Regions from separate parts of the Mus musculus genome. Here regions 1, 2, 4 and 5 are each linked to region 3. Evidence: chromatin contacts called from public ChIA-PET, HiChIP or PLAC-seq and promoter capture Hi-C data. All regions are on one chromosome and are shown on one strand. The core of a region is the stretch at or near the end of the contact, and the rest is flanking DNA. Distances in the headings are between cores, read along the strand shown. Region 1 overlaps Ltbp2 (latent transforming growth factor beta binding protein 2). Region 2 overlaps Ltbp2 (latent transforming growth factor beta binding protein 2). Region 3 holds the start of Ylpm1 (YLP motif containing 1). Region 4 holds the start of Rps6kl1 (ribosomal protein S6 kinase-like 1). Region 5 holds the start of Pgf (placental growth factor).

Region 1 (2,700 bases), core at 200-2,699, 190 kb after region 3:
GAAACACCATGACCCAAAGGAACTTGTGGAGGAAAGGGGACTTTCTCTGGGGACTTCTGCCTCCAAACTGGCCCCACTAGAGGCTTCACATATCCTGAATCACAGTCCTTTGATGGAATCCAAGACAGGAACTCAAATAGGGCAGGAACCCGAAGGCAGGGGCAGATGCAGAGGCCACAGAGGAGGCCTGCTTACTGAACTGGTCTTCATGGTTCGCTTAATCTGCTTTCTTATAGAACCCAGGACCACCAGCCCAGAGATGGCACCACCCACAATAGTTAGCCCCTCCCCATCAATCACCAATTAAGAAATGCCCTGCCTTACAGTCTTGCTTACAGCCTGATTACAGAGGGGGTTTTTCTCAACTGAGGCTTCCCTCCTCTCTGATGACTTCAGCTTATGTTAAGTTGACAAACTAGCCAGCACGCTGTGCAACCCCTTTTGTAGCATAGAATGTTCCTGTACACTGTTTATGAGTAAGTTCACGAAGAAATGAGGAAGCATCTACCACACAGCGCCTGGGGGCTCAGAGGCAGCTGGGAAGTTCTCACTTGAGAACTGCACTACCTGTGTTTGGGGCTCACACTTCTGGAGCTAGTCTGCTGCTTGACCATGGTTCCATGTGTGGCCATGGAGCAATGAACCCTTTCTTTGAGTCTCCTCAACATCTGATTCCAAGGATCTGGCTTTCAGAATCCAAAGTCATCCAAGCCCACTCATTTCATTCTGTGAGGAAGGGAGATAGAGAAGCCCAACCTAACAGGAACGTGAGGGAACCCCGTCACGAGTACTCAGTAGGTACGCGGGCTCTGACTGAGTGGCCAGGTACCTGGCTCTGTGCTGAGCTCTGACGACAGTCAACTGAATGAGCAAGAGTAGCGACCGTGCGGGGACTAGACGAAAAAGCAACTGACATAGCAGAGAATTTGGGAATGTTTCCGTGAACAGGTACTTGAGCTGGGGTAGAATATGAACAGCTCCCATTTAGTGAGCACTTAAACCAAGAGCCACTCTCTGCGCTTTGCTATATACCATTCCAACCCCTGCGGATCTCATTCCTACCTTTCGCTTTGCCAGATGAAGCTTCAAAAGGTGAGTTGAAATGCCCATAACATTACACCTATCTACAGCTGGCACTGGACACAGACGCAATGTCACGCCCATTCTGGGGCATGGTTTGCTTCCCATGATCCTCTTCGAGCAGCAGCAGGAATGGAGGGAGGAGGTAGTCCAGGGGAAGGCAACCATTTCTGCATAGGCCAGTATCGCCTGCCCTGGGAATAATACCATCAGGGTGACTGGAGTCTGGGCTTGTTAGCAGAAAAGGCAGTAGGCGAGGCCAGTCCGTGAAGTGGCTCTAGTGCCAAGTTTGTTAAGGGTAGATGGTTCTGTCGTCTGGCTGTCAGGGAGGAGGTGACTCAGACAGCAGTGTGACAGAGCCAAGGGAAAAGCAAGGGACAGGGGCTTTCCAGGCTTCAGCAAGCTGCCGTAGGTGCTGTGGCCAGAGGCACTGCTCTCTGGGAGCTGGCCCTGGGTAAATTACAGCTGCTACAGGGAATGGTATTGCCAGGCCCAGACAAAAGGCTCTGTCCTGTGCCAGCCTGGTGTCCAGAGGTCTCGGCCACCCGCGACAGCTGTAGACGGGAGGAACCTGAGGTTAGCCGAAGTGCTTCTACCACCGGGGATTGGCCGTCACTTGAAGAACCTAATCCAATTTTGCATCCACTTCCTAAATTTTGCCAGTTTCAGGAAACAGTGTTTCATTACTTTAATATATCATTGAGTCATATGTATAAATTAATGATTGTAAATTATTACAAGTTTTAAGTTAATTTAGGTAGAAGTATAAATTATCTATTAAAAATTTAAGTAAGAGCTTGCATAATTACATACCCTCTAGAAAGTGTATCTCTTTGCACTTTGGCCTTGGGGCTTCCTCATCTGTGAATTGCTTACCTACTCCTATCTTTTTGCTAGTTTTCCAGTGTGGCTGTTCCTTTTTCATGTAGCTTTTACAGTGCAGCTTGTGTATTCTGTTACATTGTATCTGTTTTACGTGTGTAAGGCTGTCTGTCCATGTGGAGGTCAGGACAACCTAGTGGAGTGGGTTCTCCCCTCCATCCTCAGGTGGGTTCTGGCAATCAAACTCAGGTTTCCAGGCCTGGGTGGCAAACTCTTGCCCGCTGAGCCATCGCTGGCCTCCTTTAGCTTTATTTTTCATGCCTTGTAGTTTTATTATGTCACAAGGATGTTGCGCATTACATCTGATGTTACCTTTCCAGAGTGCTTTATCCAGCTGGTCCATCTTTGCATGGGTATCAAGAACCCATGTCTCCATTTCCACTTTTCTCTACAAATCGCTTTTCCCAGTGCCATCTGTTTATTAGGCAGTGTTTCTAGCTTCAGCCATGTTATTCCCATCAGCTTTTCTCTCTGCCCAGGAGTTCCTTCTCCTTTCCCCTCTGTTGGCAGTAGAGCTTCCTGGAGCTCGCACAGCTGTTTCTGAACTCCTGGGAGAGTTGTTCCCAGGAAGGTTCTTGGGTCTGCCTATTCTGAAGGTCAGGATCTCCACTGGGGCCGAGGACGGTGCTTGTGGCAGCTCTGCCAGAGACTCCACTGAGAACTGGAATGAAATAGGAAGGATTGCAGCCATGGGAGCACACTGGGTTCTAGGGGAAGGTTTATGCTGGAGCGATGCTA
Region 2 (2,700 bases), core at 106-2,605, 140 kb after region 3:
TTTACCTTTTGCTACTTGTAAAAAGCCCCTGCTACAAGCCAGGGATTCTGAGCTGGCCTTTTGCTTTTGATACGTTTTGAAATCTGTGCTCATTTATTTCCCACCGGTCTCCTTTAAACACAGTCATTGCTCCCAGCTCTCATGGTGTCACTAGATTCCATGCATTGGTACAATATCAGAAAGGCCCGCACGATGGCCCAGCTGGTAAAGGCACTTGCCACACAAGCCTGATGACCCGAGTTTGATCTCCAGAGCCCAATAAAGACCGAAGAGAACTGACTCTAGAAAGGTGTCCTTTGACCTCCACACTTGCTTCCCCACCATCCCATATACATTCACACTGAACATAAATAAAAATAGAAATGAAAGAGCTGCGTTAATGACCAGGTTTTCATTTTTTCCAAATGGAGGGAATTAGGGGAATTAAAAAAGAATTGCCATATACTACCACCTTTAATTATAGACACCATTTTAGAGGCCGGGGCAATGACTTGAGGATAGAGTGCCAGCTGTGTAACATGAGGACCAGAGCTTAGTGTCCAGCACCAGCATAAATGCAGGATGCTCTGACAGCCTGCGTGCAATCCCATGCGTCAGACACGTGGGCTAGCTGGAACATGATGGCGAGGTAGCCTAGCCACATGGTGAACTCTAGGTTTTAGTGGTGAGAACCCCTGCTTCATTCTAAGGTGGAATGTGATCAAGGAAAACACGCATTGTCATCCTCTGGCCTCCACATGCACATACCAGAACATACATGTGCACCCACCCACATGTGAACACACACATACGTGCCAAAAGAAAATTTAAAAGAGCATACACATACACACACACACACACACACACACACACAACCAGTAAAAACTGTCAGAACTTTCCTTCTCTTAGCTAGGCAATTGAGGCCACCATAGTGGATCATTTTGGGTGCCTTTGTAAAAGAGAAAAAGAGGAGTTCATGATCCAGTCTCATAATACATGTGATTGGCTCAGAACAAACCAGACACTGCAGTCTGGTGATATATACAAAACAGGCTGATGAGATCTGGTCCGAAGCTCAGACCCTCCCTCAGCCAGCTGGGAACGGTCATCTTCCCAGGAAGGTGTTTATCTATCAACACAGCTGGCTGCTCTGGAAGTCGTATGACTTTCATCTGTGATGATGTAACAGACAGCGGAGATGATGTATCCAGTTTCCCTTCTGATTTCCCATTCCCCGTGAGCTGTTCGTTGGACCAATCAAACACCTACACGAGAATGGAATTCCTGGTTGAGAAAAGCCCTTCCAGCAGCGTCAGGACCCCACCAGGTGGGGCTTCCTCAGTAGCCTGCTCACATTTAGCTCTGTATCCTCATTGGTGTTGTCAAGACAGCCTTGGCGAATAAGGCAGAACCAGAACTGAGTGGTGGAAAGAGATGCAGGGGCTTAGCTTGCCAGGCTGGGCGTCTCAGATTTCCAGAGAGTGAAAGATGTTATTGTTTACACCAAGGGTGGGTCATCCTTGGGACGCAGAGCAGGAAGGGAGGGTAGAAGCTAAGCATCAAAAGCCACCTTTGAGGCAGGGGTCAGAGGTTGAGCTGCAAGACCCTCCTCTCATGCATACCAGGCTTTGGGTCTCTGCTGGATGGAAGGGGTGGGTCCACATGACTTCTCCATTCCTTAAGCGAAAACCAGACTCAAGATGCGCCCAGGGCGTGTCTGCCTTCCTCAGTGTTTGTCTGCTGAGCTGGCCCTAGCAGAGAGTGTCTGTGGCTGAGATGGTGCTGGGGTGGGCCTGGGCAGGTGCTCATGTGGTAGCTAGTTGTATTTGGACAGACGGACGATGGCTAGGCATTGGCCAAAATCTTGTGCTTGGCAGTTTGTGCTTGGGAAAGGGTTTGATTTACAATTCTCTGGAATTATCTGCTTACGTGGGGATCAGGCACCTGAAAGAAAGGGACACTGAGGCACCAAAGAAGATACCCTCACCTTAGGATCTAGCTCGTGGTCAGAATCCTTCAGTTGTTGTTTGAATAGGTTTGACCCCCATAGATTCATTTCTTTGAGTGCTCAGCCATCAGGAGTGGCGCTATTAGGAGGTGTGGCCTTATTGAGGGAGGTTTGGTCTTGTTGGAGGAAGTGCTTCACTGTGTAGGAGGGCTTTGAGGTCTCCTGGTACTCAGGCTCCACCCAGTGAGAAAGAGCGCCTCCTCCTGGCTAACTGCAGAAGACAGTCTCCTCCTTTCTGTCTGTGGATCAAGATGTAGAACTCTCAGCTCCTTCTCCAGCACCCTTCTCCTGCAGCTGCCAAGCTTCCGGCCATGATGATAATGGACTGAACTTGTGAAACTGTAAGCCAGCCCCAATTAAATGCTTATGTTTATAAGAGTTACCTTGGTCATGGTGTCTCTACACAGCAATAAAACCCAAACTAAGACACTCTTCTTACTACCCACTGATTGGGCAGCCTGGCCCTCAAATAGCCTTGCTGGGCAGGATTTCCAACCATCTCATCCTGTGAACAACTGGTCAGCATCACTTACTTCAGGAAACTTTCCCTAACTATCACTCTATCCTGCCTGAGTAATAGGCTCTGGCCAACATCACGCTTGTTCTGTGGATCTATGTGTCCTTTCTGCACAAGTGCACGAGAAACATTTCTATCATATCTCAGACCTTGTGAGTGCTCTAAGAATACTTATCAAAGCAGGTACATGAGCTGG
Region 3 (2,700 bases), core at 176-2,675:
GGTCAATATTTACATGTATTTAAACATCAGTCCTTTAAGAATTTTCTTTTATACTGCCTCCCCATGAAAATCTTAGTTTAAAAAAAAATTAAAACAAAGCTCTGTGCAACAATAAATACTGAATGCTGGTCAAAGAAAACTAAGGCATACATTTGAGAAATAAATCTAGTGCCAACCTACTACAACTTCAAGTGCCTAGTCTTATCTTTACTCTTCTTTTGGTAATCTATGGTCAATTTAAAACCTGGCTTTCAGGGCTGACTCTTAGGGGATCTTTGGAGTATGAATGGGCTAGTCGTTGGCTGTTGGAATTACGATAGGCATTAGCTGGTTAAAGCCCAAGACCTGCTCACGTAAAGCCTAAATGAAAGATGTGACACAGTGCTTACCTGTGGAGTCATTGTAGAGGGATCTGGTTCAGGAGCAGCTTGCTTCTGTTCAGCAGTCTTGTTCTTGGCCCCACTCTCCAAAGGCTCTTGCTGGATAGCTGTTTTATTCCCAGAAGGGATGGACGGTGGTGGTGGTAGCTGGGGTTTAGAAGGGCCCTGGGAGGAGCGGGAAGGAGAGGCCTGAGAAGGGGGTAAGTAGGGCTGGGAATGGCTCAAATATGATTGTGAGGAGGACGAGGAAGAATAAGAAGGAGTGGGCGCCAGATAGGACTGGGAAGGTGGAGACTGTGAAGGGGATGGCTGAGCAGGAGGCAGGTAGGGCTGAGCGGAGGAAGGGGGATAGTACGAGGGTGGTGGCTGAGGTGGAGGCATGTACGACTGGGATGGGGGCATGTAGGATCCTGGAGGTACAGGGGGAGATTCAGGAGGGGACTCCAGCTCCATTGGAACCAAACCCGGAGGCCCATCTCGTTGGTGGTGGATCATCTGGTGTTTGTACTGCTGCTGCTTCTGATAACTGAGGGCTGGTCCAGGTGGCGGGGGCATCGGTGGCGGAGGCGGCTGCCAGTCTCCGTAGCCGCCCCCGGGCATCACCGGCGGGGGTGGCAGCGGGGGCGGAGGAAGATGGTGGGGTTGGAGCACGCACTGCATTTGCTTCTGGTGCATCTGCTGCAGCTGCTGGAGCTGCGCCAAGTGTTGCTCTCGGAAGCTCATGAAGCCTGAAGAGGAAGGGGCCGCGGGAGCCGTCGAACTGGAGTACCCGGGCCCCGGCGAGGCCTCGGGAAGCGCCACCGGTGGCGGCGGCGGCGGCACCGGCGGCGGCGGATAGTGGCTGCTCCCGCCATACCGGCCCCAATTCGGATACATATAGGAAACGAAGGCGCGGGGCTCGTCCCGGCGCCGTTACTCGTCGCAACCGACCTCCAGGAGCCGCGGCGGTGACGGCGACAGCCGGAACTCGCGGTGCCTTACAGGCCGCGGAGCGTGTGAACGGAGCGCGCCAGTGCGCCGGCGCTACGGAGCTGGGCCCGCGGTCGGGAAGGCGGGGACCGTGCTGAGGCAACTACGCATGCGCAGTACCATCGAGCGGAGAACAAAGGCCAGATAGAGGGAACCTTGGCGCAGGTACTCGCTGTTGCCGCCTTCCTTCGGGTTCGGAAAATGTAGGCGGTAATAGAATGTTGTCATAGAACCAAGAAAACCATAGAGTCTCACAGCCGAAAGGAGTGATAGAGATCCTAACGCCCTATGGGTTTAGTTTTGAATGGGGGGGTGGGGAGGGGGGAGGAAAGATTCCATTCACAGTAGCAACAAGAACATAAAACAAGTAATAACTCTACTAAGAAAAATCTAGACATTATATGAAGAAAACTGCAGAATCCTACCTGAGAATAAAAATTAAACTTGAACTCACGAAGAGGCTTACCATAGTCCTAAGTAAAAAAGAGGGAGCTTTGTAAAAATGACAGTTCTTCCAAGTTAAACTGATTTAACTCAGTCAACCCACAGCCTGACAGGGGACAATGATAGGAAGAATGAAAAATGGATTCTGGAGAAGGAAAGTGAAAATGGCCCTGATTCTTTCCTACAGGTACTGTAAAAGGAATTGAATTGTTTAGATTGGTTTCCTCCCCACCCACCACCCACCCCACCACCCTTAAAATTTTTTTGCTTTTTCAAGACAGGGTTTTTCTGTATGAACCCCCTGGCTGTCCTGGAACTCGCTTTGTGACCAGGCTGGCCTTGAACTCACAGAGATCTTCCTGCCTCTGCCTTCCAAGTACCATCAAACCCAGGTTTTAACTCGGACGATGTCCCTGTTGGAGAATCCTTAAACCTAAGAAAAGTCAGCCGGGCATGGTGGTGAACGCCTTTAATCCCGCACTCGGGAGGCAGAGGCAGGCAGATTTCTGATTTCGAGGCTAGCCTGGCCTACAAAGTGAGTTCCAGGACAGCCAGTGCTATACAGAGAAACCCTGTCTCGAAAACCCAAAAAAAAAAAAAAAAAAAAAAAAAAAAAAAAACCTAAGAAAAGTCAGAGAAGGGTAACTTAAAAGCTGATTTCCTGAACCCTAGCAGCAAAATATTAAAGACTTCCATTGGTTTGGGTGATTACTGAACATCAGAAGTAGTACACTGAATTCTGGGAAAGGAAGGACAGAAGGAAGGAAAGAAGGAAGGAAGGGGAGAGAAAAACCATGCTTAATTTGAAGACTCTTAACTGTATCAGCATGTCAATTTGAAGATGTGACCTTGCTCTTTTTTCCTAGCAACCAGATCATTACCTGTCTTGGGTAACTATGAGTAGTAG
Region 4 (2,700 bases), core at 23-2,522, 150 kb before region 3:
GTTAAAATGTGTCCGTGTGAATAAAAATGGACCTCATAGACTCATGTATTTAAATGCTTTGTGACAAGGGAGTGACACTCTTTGCTAGGATTAGAAGGGTTAGGAGGTGTGGTCTCACTGGAGGAAGTGTGTTTTCAGGTTTTGAAAGCCCATACCAGACCCAAGCTACTTCTCTTCTTCTCTCTCTTTCTCTTCTCTTCTCTTCTCTTCTCTTCTCTTCTCTTCTCTTCTCTTCTCTTCTCTTCTCTTCTCTTCTCTTCTCTTCTCTTCTCTTCTCTTCTCTCTTTTCTTCTCTCTCTCTCTCTTCTCCTCTGTCTCTCCCCCTCCCCCCTCCCTCTCCCCCTTAAGATGCTTTAGGGATGATGAGATGACCTCATGGTTGGGAGCACTGGCTGCTTGTCCAGAGGATCGGGGTTCAATTTCCTGCACCCACATGGTAGCTTAGAACTGTCTGTAAGTCCAATTTCAAGAATCGAACACCGCACACAGACATATTTGCAAGCGAAACACCAATATACATAAGATAAAAATAAATAACTCAAAAATTAAAAGGTTGTTTTATTTTAATAAAGAGATAAATCTGGGGCTGGTGACGTGGTTTAGTGCATAAGGTGCTGCCATTTGAGCCTGGTGACCTGAGTGTGATCCCCAGAGACGACAACAGCTCTGGGTGAGGAAGGGGTGTGGAGGAGGAAGAGGAGTCAGAGGAGACCGGTGTGGAAAACTACCAGAGACAAGGTCACAGCAAAGCGCAGAGTGGCTTCTGACAAGTAAGGGGGTCGGGGTCGTTTGTGCCTTTCTTGGGAATGCATTTCTGACTCCAGGTTAGGATTCGGTGCTGCTCAACTCCGAACCACTCGCCTGACCTTAGAGCCCAGGAAGCCCTGGGCAGATTGATCTGTGAAGCCATAGAGGCAGCTCTACCCTAAGCCCTAGGGCAGAGTACACACCCAACAGAGAAACATTGACTAACTGAAGTAGTGAATGAAGAAAGTCTCTTGAACGTGCTGTGGTTAAGTTTCATTGGCTTAGAGGTCTAAGGCAGCCACATCCCTGGGTGACAATAGACCTTTTCTCTCCCTGCTACACTCAGTCACCCACATCCATCCCCACTGACTCCCACTCCTGAGTTCCTGGCCTTGCAAACTCTAGGGCTTTAAGGGCTGTCAGAAGCCGAGGAGAACGATGATTGGAGGTTTATTCTAACGGGTTGAGGATGAGCTCATCCTTAGCCAATGGCTGGCAGGCACCCGGCTAGACGCCCCACCCCCGCCCCCAGGCACCTGCGGAAGGGTGGTAGGCACAGACGGAGCCTTGCAGAAGGTGAAGGGACAGCGTTGGCGGGAAGGCCCGGAGCTCTGGCACGCGGACAGGTATAGTATTTGGTCTGCTCTTGAGCCATCCTCTCAGGAGAGGAGGCTTCCCCTCCCTGCCTCAGCCCGACCTCCTTGGACGTTCCCTATAGTGATGCACCTTGTGTGCCGGGGTCGTGCACGCGCTGCTTGCTTGACGTGTATAGTCTTAGGCACGCGGCTCCGAAAGCTGGACCCGCAACTCGCAGCCCTGCGCAGCCGGCGTCGGTGCCCCAGCACAGGCCTCGAAGCTACCTATCCCGCTGGGCCTGGCAGAGCAGGAAGGCCGCCTTTCTCCATCTCCTGGCCTCCTGGCTGCTTGGATATGTGCGTTTCCTCCCCACCTCTTCCTTTATCCTGTGTCTCTTTCCTTGCCGAGGTGGAAAAGATCCAGGGAGAAAAGCTACCCCCTGGTCATTTTCCAGGGTACCCGAGACAGCAACGGTGGCTGCTAGGCTGCTGTGAGGGACAGGGACCGCACTGCTGGCTGCTTTCTCTTTGCCCCTTCCCCTCTGGCAGCCGCCACTCTTATCCCTTGGGCCATTGGGGTCACACATTGCTTGGGGAGGAGTTACTGTCAGGTCCTTGGGAGGGCGCACAGGCCCCTGGACTTCTGGGATAGCCTCCATAGGGCTGGGTCACCCTGACACTCTCGCTGAACTCCACATGAACTGGCATCTAATCTGTCAATCACCTCATCTCCCAGGGGGCTTTGATGAGCTCGCCATTCCGGCTTGGAGCCTGGGTATTGGGGGGGGGGAGTTCCCCACTTGCTGACTCAGGACCTCTCTGGGCCAAAGGTTTTGTCTGGGGAGAGGTACCCCTGAGCTGAATGGAACTTCACAAGGAAGACAGGGAGGAGGGGAGACCTGAGGTGGAGGAGAGGTGAGACCAGCTTTAAGCCAGTGTGTGACTTTGGTATGTTTACTATGCTCTTGACACTAGGTTTACTCTGTGGACACCCCTCAAAGGCAGCTGTGGGTCACAGGTACCCCCAGTTTTCCGTGCTCCGTTCATACAGCATGGTATTTGTGGAGCTGAATTTGAGTGGAAAAGAAAAGAAAGCCCCCCCCCCACACACACACACTGCTGTGTTAATCTATCATTGCCACACTGAGGTAGGACCCAGCTCAAAGACGGGACCTTACCATCGCTCGTCCCTCCAGCTTTTGGATGTGAACATCTGTCTCTCCAATGTTTAGTAGAGGAAGCTGGAGTACAGGTAGGGGTGTGGCTCCCAACACGTGTCTCCCCTAAGACCTTTGCTTCTTACAGGTCACAACAGCAGGGCCACTATGAGCCTGGTAGCCTGTGAATGTCCACCTGGACCAGGCCTGGAGCCAGAGCC
Region 5 (2,700 bases), core at 105-2,604, 180 kb before region 3:
ATCTGTCTACTGTACAATCCCCAGCATGTTGGAGCTCGTCAGAATGTTCTTTGCAACCCCCGCTTAGCTGGCCAGTGACTGGCCCCTGGCTCCTGGACCTGCAGGCCTCAGGGCCTACCAGACAGAGAGGCAGCATCTCTGGCAGCCCCTTGTGGGTGGGCAGCAGGCCACAGACACAGAGGTCACTGGGGGTGAGAGCCAGGACTGCCCTAGCCTCCCTGCCTCTGAATGGAATGTGATCCAAGAGCCACCTCCCAGGCCCATCTCCTCCCCCACAGCCACCCACCAACTTCTGACTCTGGATGCTGCCAGGTTTTTGCAACCAGCCCACAAGCTGGTCACAGAGGTTTGTTAGAATGGTAGGTGATGAAGAACAACTCAGGAACACAGGAGGTTACCACAAAAGTACAGACATGCATGGCTGCACACAAGTACAAAGAGATACCCAGAGACCCAGATCTGCGACACACAGTGTAACTGGGCACGTTCAGTGGGTGACATATACACACAGCTTCATAGGTATACACAAGTGCCCATGCAGACACCACCTCTCCTCAGCATGTCCTGCTGCTCTAGAACACTTCCTCTTCTGCTTGGGCTCGGGAGGTGATGCCAGGTTAGTCCATTCCCTACCTCTAATAGGCTGGCCTGACCTGACAGGAGGAAGTGGTGGTGGACCTAGGTCTAGCCAGGTGCCCCGAGGTGTTTCCTGTGTACAGCCCACAGCTGGGCTGCCCTGTGCCTGCCTACCAGGTCAGATAGTACATGGAATAGAGGGACGGTTCTGGAGGCACGTAGCTTGTCTTGTCTCTGCCAGATCCCTGTCTACGCAGGCAGATGCCCGCGGGCACACATACACTTTCCTAGTGTGAATATGAACATTGTTCAGCATCTGCAGGTGGTGCCCTCTCATAGGATCGGGTTGTTAGTCTATAAAATGGGGTTAGTAATCCTGTCACCTCTCCTCCCGGGGTTGTGTAGGGATGGCACTGGTCATGAAGGGCCACAGCAAGATGCTGCCTTCTTAGTACTGCACTCCCTGCAGAGGTCACTTAAGTACCCAGCCATCTCCAAGGCAGATGTTGGACGTCCGCACCTGGAGGCTCCAGAAGAGCCAGGTGCAACCTTGGCTGTCGCTGCGGGCTGACCCTGGGGCAAGCTAATGAACGCCTAGCTCCGAGGGGCCAGGAGATCTGCGCCGGCAGCGCCCCTTCAGCGCCCTGCGGGGTCACGCGCACTCAGGTCTCACCGCCAACCGGCTCTCAGCGCTCCCGGGCTGCTCCTGGGGCCTCGAGATAGAAGTGGGCGGGCAGGCTGCAGCCCCGCCCCATACACGGTCTTGAAAACCAGCGGCCGACTAGCTTCAGTTCGTAGGGAAGCTGCAGTCTGAGAAGGAAACCGCATCTTCAGACTTCTGCTCACTCACGAGAGGAGCTAGGGTCATCGGACCCCTAAGATCCTTTCACATCGCTCCGACTCGCCGGAACACTCCTCACCAGTTTCCTCAGCCACAGCCCTACCTGTGAGCTCCGGACTTCCCCGGCTTTCTGTGGATGCTCAGGCAGACTGCAGAGACCTAGCCTAGGACAGCAGTGAGGGGGACACTCCTCTCCTCTCCTCTCCTCTGGTATCAGCGTCTCCCCCAAGGGGGACGAGCATGGTGATTGTGCCTTGAAGGACCTTGGCTCTGGATGTCTGAGAAGATGCTGGTCATGAAGCTGTTCACTTGCTTCTTACAGGTCCTAGCTGGGTTGGCTGTGCATTCCCAGGTAAGGACCTGGCCTGGCTTCCTCTTGACCTTCTCATCCTAGCCGTAGAAACAGGGGCTATGGTCTTTAATTACAGACTCACTTTAGAGAGCAGCTTCTGCTAGGGTGCCCACATATTTCCCAGGGGCTGGGCTGGACCTCAGGGAGGAGACCTCTGGCTGGGCAGTCCCCAATTCCTGGGGGCTGTCTTAGTGGGGGCAGGGAAGCCACAGGGAATGAGGGAGGTTTCCTGTCTAGCCCCTGGAGCCCTAGTGGCTTTGCAAAAAGCATCCGTCCACTAATCCCAGTCAGCTCCCTGGCCCTGTGGTCAGGGTTGTGGCCCCATGACCAACCAGGCGCCCCCAGGACCTCTGACCTGGCCTAGTGGGGAAGGAGCTGACTAAAGAAGCTTGAGGTGGGGAGGTGAGGCCCTTCCCCCACCATTGCTCCAATTGAGCAGAGGGCTCTTGGGTGGGCTTCAGATATGACAAGGGATCCTGCCGTGCCCTTTCCTCCTGGTGGGTGTCAGAAGGTCCTGAGTGCAGGGCCTGGGGAAGTGAGCAGGGCCCTTTTCCCAGGAGCTGGGTGAGTCTGGCAGGGAGCCAGATTGGGCAGCAAAATCCTGACAAAGCCAATGCATTCCCTTCCTGCTGCACTGCCCGCTGCACTGCCCACTGCCCTGGGAGCCCTCAGCCCCAGCCCAGGAGTGGGTGGGTTGTCCAGTCCCCTTGCCGAGCAGCCAGGCCATCCGTCTGCTTGCTGCAGTGTTAGCTCGAGGTGTAACGTTACTGGCAGGCAGCACCAGCTCATGGCGCCGCCTCTTCTCCAGCCCCTGAGCTCCCACCAGCTGATCACCCTCCCCCTGGGCTCTGGCACCCAGCCAAGGCGGGCTGTAGTAGGCCCAGCAGGACTGGCCTGGGGGCTGGGCAGAAGAGAGACCCCACAGGATTAC

What was found. Promoter capture Hi-C pulls out the DNA fragments that hold promoters and counts their contacts. ChIA-PET counts read pairs in DNA pulled down with a chosen protein or histone mark. HiChIP or PLAC-seq counts read pairs in DNA pulled down with a chosen protein or histone mark. Capture Hi-C pulls out chosen DNA fragments and counts their contacts.
Region 1: a promoter capture Hi-C map of 3T3-L1-derived adipocytes shows a contact between it and region 3, with 2.7 times the contacts expected there. The contact joins the enhancer-like site here to the promoter of Ylpm1 in region 3. A contact is called at or near these places in 16 of 39 promoter capture datasets (the 3T3-L1 cell line, 3T3-L1-derived adipocytes, the HPC-7 cell line and 10 more), 5 of 484 Hi-C or Micro-C datasets (brown adipocytes, cortical neurons, embryonic fibroblasts and 1 more), 10 of 115 datasets of contacts at active chromatin or transcription factors (the 230-238 cell line, the NIH/3T3 cell line, the SCID.adh cell line and 6 more) and 1 of 9 other capture datasets (adipose tissue).
Region 2: a contact with region 3 is called in an H3K4me3 HiChIP or PLAC-seq map of embryonic stem cells, with 5 times the contacts expected there. The contact joins the enhancer-like site here to the promoter of Ylpm1 in region 3. A contact is called at or near these places in 2 of 484 Hi-C or Micro-C datasets (the G1E-ER4 cell line and frontal cortex), 6 of 115 datasets of contacts at active chromatin or transcription factors (the SCID.adh cell line, acute myeloid leukemia, bone marrow-derived macrophages and 2 more) and 2 of 9 other capture datasets (adipose tissue and embryonic stem cells).
Region 4: a promoter capture Hi-C map of adipose tissue shows a contact between it and region 3. The contact joins the promoter of Rps6kl1 here to the promoter of Ylpm1 in region 3. A contact is called at or near these places in 4 of 39 promoter capture datasets (cranial neural crest, hematopoietic stem and progenitor cells, hippocampal neurons and 1 more), 2 of 115 datasets of contacts at active chromatin or transcription factors (effector CD8 T cells and embryonic stem cells) and 1 of 9 other capture datasets (adipose tissue).
Region 5: an RNA polymerase II ChIA-PET map of memory CD8 T cells shows a contact between it and region 3, with 15 read pairs. The contact joins the promoter of Pgf here to the promoter of Ylpm1 in region 3. A contact is called at or near these places in 1 of 39 promoter capture datasets (the SN4741 cell line), 1 of 115 datasets of contacts at active chromatin or transcription factors (memory CD8 T cells) and 2 of 9 other capture datasets (liver and pancreatic islet).

What each region holds. Positions count from the first base shown.
Region 1 is chr12:84,800,595-84,803,294 of GRCm38.p6, reverse strand. All of the region lies in intron 17 of Ltbp2 (latent transforming growth factor beta binding protein 2), which reads left to right. Among named protein-coding and RNA genes, the nearest start is that of Isca2, 29 kb to the right of the region's middle. Within about 2 kb of position 1,449, at least 47 of the 459 cell types and tissues checked have an H3K27ac peak or open chromatin away from gene starts, as enhancers often do. A contact at or near this core is called in 3T3-L1-derived adipocytes, adipose tissue, bone marrow-derived macrophages and 1 more, where this site is marked.
Region 2 is chr12:84,857,371-84,860,070 of GRCm38.p6, reverse strand. All of the region lies in intron 2 of Ltbp2 (latent transforming growth factor beta binding protein 2), which reads left to right. Among named protein-coding and RNA genes, the nearest start is that of D030025P21Rik, 17 kb to the left of the region's middle. Within about 2 kb of position 1,355, at least 23 of the 459 cell types and tissues checked have an H3K27ac peak or open chromatin away from gene starts, as enhancers often do. A contact at or near this core is called in embryonic stem cells, where this site is marked.
Region 3 is chr12:84,995,046-84,997,745 of GRCm38.p6, reverse strand. Ylpm1 (YLP motif containing 1) reads right to left here and starts at 1,425. Exons shown (of 21, transcript NM_178363.4): 1 at 390-1,425. The coding sequence starts at 1,256.
Region 4 is chr12:85,149,836-85,152,535 of GRCm38.p6, reverse strand. It overlaps Rps6kl1 (ribosomal protein S6 kinase-like 1), which reads left to right and starts at 1,272. Exons shown (of 11, transcript NM_146244.4): 1 at 1,272-1,373; 2 at 2,628-2,700. The coding sequence starts at 2,648.
Region 5 is chr12:85,175,967-85,178,666 of GRCm38.p6, reverse strand. It overlaps Pgf (placental growth factor), which reads left to right and starts at 1,354. Exons shown (of 7, transcript NM_008827.3): 1 at 1,354-1,769. The coding sequence starts at 1,704.